Regions from separate parts of the Oryctolagus cuniculus genome. Here region 2 is linked to region 1. Evidence: chromatin contacts called from public Micro-C data. All regions are on one chromosome and are shown on one strand. The core of a region is the stretch at or near the end of the contact, and the rest is flanking DNA. Distances in the headings are between cores, read along the strand shown. Region 1 holds the start of RNF114 (ring finger protein 114). Region 2 holds the start of ZNFX1 (zinc finger NFX1-type containing 1).

Evidence for each region. Hi-C and Micro-C count contacts between places; a contact is called where the count stands out from the background.
Region 2: a contact with region 1 is called in a Micro-C map of ear pinna, with 5 times the contacts expected there. The contact joins the promoter of ZNFX1 here to the promoter of RNF114 in region 1. A contact is called at or near these places in 2 of 6 Hi-C or Micro-C datasets (ear pinna and an unstated tissue).

What each region holds. Positions count from the first base shown.
Region 1 is chr11:10,694,972-10,698,027 of mOryCun1.1, forward strand. RNF114 (ring finger protein 114) reads right to left here and starts at 1,692. Exons shown (of 6, transcript XM_070051708.1): 1 at 1,512-1,692. The coding sequence starts at 1,651. SPATA2 (spermatogenesis associated 2) reads left to right here. Exons shown (of 3, transcript XM_070051700.1): 1 at 1-1,075. The coding sequence starts at 486.
Region 2 is chr11:11,177,133-11,180,392 of mOryCun1.1, forward strand. It overlaps ZNFX1 (zinc finger NFX1-type containing 1), which reads left to right and starts at 1,762. Exons shown (of 14, transcript XM_051844938.2): 1 at 1,762-1,938. It overlaps LOC103352391 (a long non-coding RNA gene), which reads right to left and starts at 1,664. Exons shown (of 6, transcript XR_011379842.1): 1 at 1,251-1,664; 2 at 890-979. It overlaps LOC127491241 (small nucleolar SNORD12/SNORD106), which reads right to left and starts at 1,134; the gene lies at 1,044-1,134.

The DNA of each region.
Region 1 (3,056 bases), core at 442-2,941:
ACCCAGCAAGCAGCAGGGGTCCCAGGCTGGTTTCAGTTTCTATTTCCTCCTCACCGGCCTCCCTCTGGCTCAGCCTTCCAGATGCTCCGCCCCTTCTGCCAGGCACTCGGCCACCTGCCCCTCTCCGCGAGAGCCCAGCGGACCGGGAGGGTGCTGTCCTCCGGAACTTTGAGATGAAGTCTTACAAACCCCAGTGCCCAGCCAGAGCCACGGTGGTGCTCAAGTCTCCAGCGACCCGTTAAAACCCAGCGAGGCCAGGACACAGCTCTCGGCTGGGGCTCAGGGAGACGCGCTGCGCCCCACGGCGCTCCCACCTGCCGTCCATCAGCACGGAACTGCTGGACACGTGCAGCCTGCACGGCCGGGAGGAGAAGCGAGCCGCGGCCTGAACCCCAGTGCCGCTGCGGCCCCCACCCAGGAGAGGGCCGGCGGCTCGACGCTGGGCCAAGGCTTCCGAAAGCTGTTAAGTGAATGGACCCCGCGGGATGGACACGAAGCTGGGTGGCCCTGCGCCGAGGTGCGCAGGCTCAGAGCAGGCGGCCGAGCTCCACTTCCACGCCGGGGACCCACTCCTCAGCCCGCCCCTTCCGCGGTCACGCGGCTCCTCGAGGCTGCGGCCCTGCACAGGAGGTCTCCAGCCGGGGCGGCACCACCTCTCCCCAGCTCAGCCGAGCGCAGACGCCGAGGGCGGCCATCTCCCGAGACCCCGAGGGAGGGGAGGGATGGCCACGGTGATAGCGCAGGGACCCGAGATCCGAGGGCAGAGGCGGGAGGCGCACGGGGCAGGAGTCCGGTTCCAGGCTGGCCAAAGGGCGCAGCAAGCAGCCGGCCTGGCCGCAGAGCCTCTGCCGGGTGCCCGGCGTCGACTACCCTGTAAAATGGCTGCCAGCCCCCGCCCCTGCACAGGTGCCCCCTGCAGACGACCGCCTGTGAGTGCCTACAGGTGCGCTCGCCGCCGACCAACAGAGGATCCCCGGGCCCCCGCCAAGGCGGCGGCCGTGCCTAGCACAGGGAGCCCACAGAGGAACAAGGCCTTGCGGGGAAGCACGACGCAGGTGAACCCGTTCGCCTACAGGTTTGCTTGTTTTGTTTTGTTCTTCTCTTCCCCTAGTTTTAGGAGCGTCTGTCGGAGCGAGGCCCCCGCGCGGCCCCCGCTCCCGGGCCAGCCCCCCACTCCGAGAAGCACAGCCCGGCGCGCCCCGAGCGGACTTCCCTTTCATTATTTCCCCCTCCTTCGGCGTTTCCCCATTTTCAGTGCGCAACGCCAGCCCCGACGCCCAGAGCCCTAGCCCCGAGGCGCATTCTGGCTCTCCCAGGGCGGACCTCGGCCCCTGCCCGGCGCCTCACGGGCCGCCCGGGGGCAGTCGGCTGTGCCGGCCCCGCCAGCTGCCACCCCCCAGGCCCGTCCTTGCGCCTCCGCCCCGGAGACCCTCCCCGTAGGGGCCTCGCTCCCCGGCTCCGCTCCCCTCCCAGCCGGGCGCCCTGCGGCCGGGCGCGAGCTTGCTGCTTACACGTGTCCGCAGGGCACCTGCACCGGCTTCTCGTACACCTCTAAGCACACGGGACAGGTGAAGCGGCCCAAGGGGTCGGCCTCCGCCGCTGCCGCGGCCAGCGGAGCGCCGCCCTCACGACCCTGCTGCTGCGCCGCCATCTTGCCGCCGCTCAGCTCCGCGCAAGGGCGGTCGGGAAGGAGGCGCTCGGCGAGGGGGCGGGTCCTCGGCGGCGACCGAGCACGCGCGTGGGGGCGGGGCGGAGCGTGCGGCGTGCGCCGGTAGGGGCGGGGCTTGTAGGTCGTGCGTGCGCACGCTGGGGGCGGGCTAGTGGCGGGCCACGCCCCCCGGACGCCGTACGGAGCTGGGGAGGGAAGTCTGGGAGGTGCGGACCCCGAAGGCGGCGGCTGCCGGTCGCGGCCGGTTTTCCAAGCTGAAAATGTTAGCTTCGCGCTAGCTGCGCTGTGATTTCATGCTTCTCTTCGAATCAACTCCATTCGATTCATATAAGCCTAACCGACATTTTAAAAATATATTTTCATTTTATTGCAAAGGCAGAGACTAGATGGGCAGCGGAGGAGCTGGGACTCGAACCGAGCACTCTGATAGGGACCGCGGCGTCCCAGGCGGCAACCTCACTGCCATGCCGAGTGCCACCCGAGCTTCAGTACGTCGTAAAGGGGAGTTGATGTCTCTCCTGAGCTGCAGCTGTCAAATCAATGTCGCAAAATCCATTGCGATGGGAACAGGATTAATTCACCTTGGGAGCTGTTGATGGTCAAAGGGGTCTCGGCCGTTATTAGGTGTGGGAGCTAGCCAACAGCACTTTTACTAAGATTTATTTATTCATTTGAAAGGCAGAGTTAGAAGGAGAGACACAGAAAGGCGGGTCTTCCGTCCACGGGGCAGGGCCAGGCCGGAGCCAGGAGCCTGGAACTACGGCCGGGTCTCCCCGTGGGAGTAGGAGCCCACGGATTGGGCCACCCTCTGCTGCTTTCGCTGGAGCGTGAGCGGGAAGCGGGGTTGGGAGTGGAGCAGCCGGGACTCGAACCGGCGTTCATGCTGGATGCCAGCGTGGCCAGCGCTGGGGGCCGCCTCTGTGCAGAGTGGACACCGCGGTCACCACCGGTGCACCTCCAACGAAGCTCTGCCGCGGTCCCGCCTGGTTCTCTCCACCGGGAAGGCAGCGTGCAGACAGGCCCGCACCTTAGACGCTGTGGAGGCCGCTCCCGTGCCCTCACTTGATTTCACTTGACCGGACAGCAGCAGGTTCTTTCAGCTATTGGGGGGGGGGGTGTCCGGCGCTGTGGCACAGACAGACGGTCAAGCTTCCGCCTGCGGCTCTGGCATCCCATATGGGCGCCAGTTCGAGTCCCGGCTGCTCCACTTCCGATCAGCTCCTTGCTAATTCACCTGGGAAAGCAGCAGAGGATGACCCAAGTGCTTGGGCCCCTGCACCCGCGTGGGAGACCCGGAGGAAGCTCCTGGCTTCAGATGGGCCCAGCTTTGGCTGTTGCGGCCATTTGGGGAGTGAAACAGCGGATGGAAGACCTGTCTCTCTCTCTC
Region 2 (3,260 bases), core at 512-3,011, 480 kb after region 1:
GAACATTCCAAGGCTGCGTCCACAGACAGCACACCCTGGAAGTACCTCACTGCTGCACGAGTGCAAAGAAATTTAGACGCCAGATCAAAGACGGCCCAAGTCTCTGGCCCCAGCGGCCACATGGGCGACCCGGAAGATGCCCCTGGCTTCGGTCTGGCTCAGCCAGAGCTATTGCAGCCACTGGGGAGCGAACCAGCGGGTGGAATACCTCTCTCTGTAACTGCCTTTCAAATTTAAAAAAGTGGCATTAAAGATATTAAACATCACTTCTCTAAGGCTGCTTCACTTTGGAAACGTCTCTTAAAGGATTTCTTCTCTAGGAACTTATCAATGAATTGTGATACAAAACAAAGCATTTTTAAAGAACTGTGGGGTAGGCTATGCCTACAGGGCCCGAAACCCACATGGCTGCTAGTTCCTATCCAGCTCCCTGCTTATGTGGCTGGGAAAGCATCAGAACATCGCCCAAGATCTGGGCCCTGCAGCCACGTGGGAGACGCGGCCGCAGCTCCTGGCCCCAGCCTGGCCCAGCCTCCGCTGTTGCGGTCATTTGGGACGTGAACCAGTGAACGGAAGACCTCCGCACCTCTGCCGTTACAATCAGTAAACCTCTAAGTAGAGAACCAGAGCCAGCTCTAAGCCCCCGGTCCTGCAGGCCCCGCCTCATCAGGGTGCAGGCTCACGTTCTGGGCCCTCGCTCCAGACGTGGCTTCCTGCTAGCGCGCCGGAGCAGACGGTGGGTGCCCAAGTGCGGGGCCGGGGACACACTGGGGGCGAACCGCTGACTCCTCACTCCGGAAGTGACGACCCCAACAGGACCAACTACCCAATGCTCAGTTTAACCCCCGGAGGGAGCTCCGCGAAGCACGTGTCCCCACGACACGCTTACCCTGCAGACCGAGGTTCGAGGCCCGCATCTGGCGCTCCCGCGCAAGCCCAGGTCACTCCGGCCTCCCACGTCCGTGCCGTCCCCTCGGACCTACGAGAGAAGGCATCGGTCGCCATCTCCCCACGCCCAGAGCCGACCGGCGCGGCCTTCCGCGGCTGGCGTATCAGAACCAACTGGCAAGCGTTCTGAGACCTCAGCATGGCCGATCTGACGGGGAAAAAAGTGAGGTCATCATGTACACCAGCCGCGCCAGTTCCTCCGCCCGCGGCCTTGGGGCGACCCCAGGGGAGACGGGGGGGACCTGCGCAGAGTCGACGAGACGGCCGGGGTAAAGATGGAGCGCAGCTGGGCCTTCACTCACCACACACAAAGCGGGGCTTCGACACTGGGAGACATCGTGCGAGAGACCACGATGCTACAGGCCAACCGCGAGCCAACCGCCGCCGACGCGAAAGGACCGACAGGGACGAGGCCCGCCCTTATATAATCATAGAGCTTCTTGCGCCTGCGCACTCGGCTCGAAACGCGCCGCGCGGGGCCCCCTGGGAAATGTAGTCTCCGGGTCGCGCAGCGCTCTAATGGTCGGCAAGGCCGCGTCTAGCCCCGCCCCCTTCTCTGGACACAGCGGGCCGCCCGGGCTTCTCGGCTTCACCGCCATGTCGCTCCTCAAGCGCACCAAGCCGCCCGCCGGATCCCCCGTCCGCCGGGACCGACTGAGTCCCGCGACGGCCTTGGGCCCAGTCCGCCCGCCCCCCGCAGTCCCCTCCCCTCAGCCGCGCCCTCCGGAGCCCGCCGGCCCCGCCGCTGGGGGGAGCTGAGGCGACAGCCACCGCCGGGGTGGGGGGCTGTGGCGCCGCTGCCGGGGCCCGGCCCCCGCCTCCTCCTCCTCCTCTTCCTCCTCCTCCGGGCCGCCCGCCCGGCTCCTCGCCCCGCCCAGAGCCTGCGGGGAACGGAAACCGAAAGTGCGCGGCGCCGGGCGGGGCCGCCGACCAGCCAGGGCCGGAGCGCGAGCTTCAGCCGGCGGCGGCGAGAGGACGCGCCGGAGACGGGTGAGTGGCCCCTGCCCCAGCCCCGCACCTGCTGGCCAGCTCCCGCGACCCCCGGCGCCCGGAGCCGCTCCGCCACTGCCGCCTCGGAAGCCCCGGTGCCCCCAGCGCCTCTGCTCGGCATCTTCCTGTCCCCAGCGCCCGTGACACCCCGCAGCCCCGGAGCCGCTGTCCGGCCCTCGGCCCCAGCCCTCCCCCCTGCGCGCCCCCCGCCGCCGCCCCCTGCACCTCCCCGCCTCTGCCTCCGGCCTCGCCATCGGGGTTCCCCCTGGTCCTCACCCCCGTCTGGTGCCGGGCGCGCTCAGCACCCCGCCCGCCGCCCCTGCCCGAGTCCAGCTCTGGGCCCCCGGTGCCCTGCTGCTGCCTGGGGATGGCGCCCCCCGCGCCCCGAGGCCGCCACCCCGCAGCCCCGGCACCTCCGGCAGTGCCCGGGCCCCTCAGGACCCTGGAGACTTCCCCCCGGGCCCCCGCCCCGGCACCGGCGTGACCGTCACTCATCTTCCTCTTCGTGCCCCTTAGGCCTTGAATCATCAAAAAACCCACTTTAGCCTGTTGTTTTCGTGCGTTTCCTGTTTCTCTCCGGTCCGCTCTTCCTAACATGTCTTCTGTCGCTTCTAAGCCGGGAATTTTCTGGGCCCGTTTTAATGTTTTTCAGCAAGAGGAAGAAGGGATTTCCCCCTCTGAAAATGTTTAAAAATCAGAAAAGAGAGCCTCCGCGTGTTGGAGCCTGCGGGGGTTAGGATGAGGGAAGAGGCAGCCCCAGGGGAGAGCCCCGGCTCCTTTTTCTGGTGAGGGTAGAAGCGCCCCTCGTATAATGCCAAACCCATTCGCAGTTTCCGGCCGTGAATATTTTAGAACTCAGTGGGGACACTCTCAGAAAAGCCTCGCTGAGCCCTGAGTCACCTCGGTCCCAGCCCTTGCGATGCGGGGGCTTGGACTGAGAAGTTCCCTTTAGGGGGCTTCCTTCCTGGTACTCTTGTGGGACCCGTGTTGAGACAGAGAAAGGAGAAGAATTGGGGGCTGCTAGCTGGTTCTTGTAGATGCTAGGCCTTGTGATGGAAGCCTCCTCTACTGAAACATGCACTCTGTTTGTCTTGATTCAGTGGAGTGGAGGGCTCCTTCGTTTGGCTGTGTTCCCAAGAGTAGGATGAGGCTAACTGCTCACTAATTATGTGCAAACCATAGGGTTCCCCAAGCTGTGGAGCACAGTGTGGCATACATGCCAGGTTGGGGGCCAAGTGCAAGGTTTTGGATTGACAACTATGCATTCCTTTCTGCCCTGGCAACATTAGTTGTCTGCTTTATGAGAGAGGAAACCGAAACCT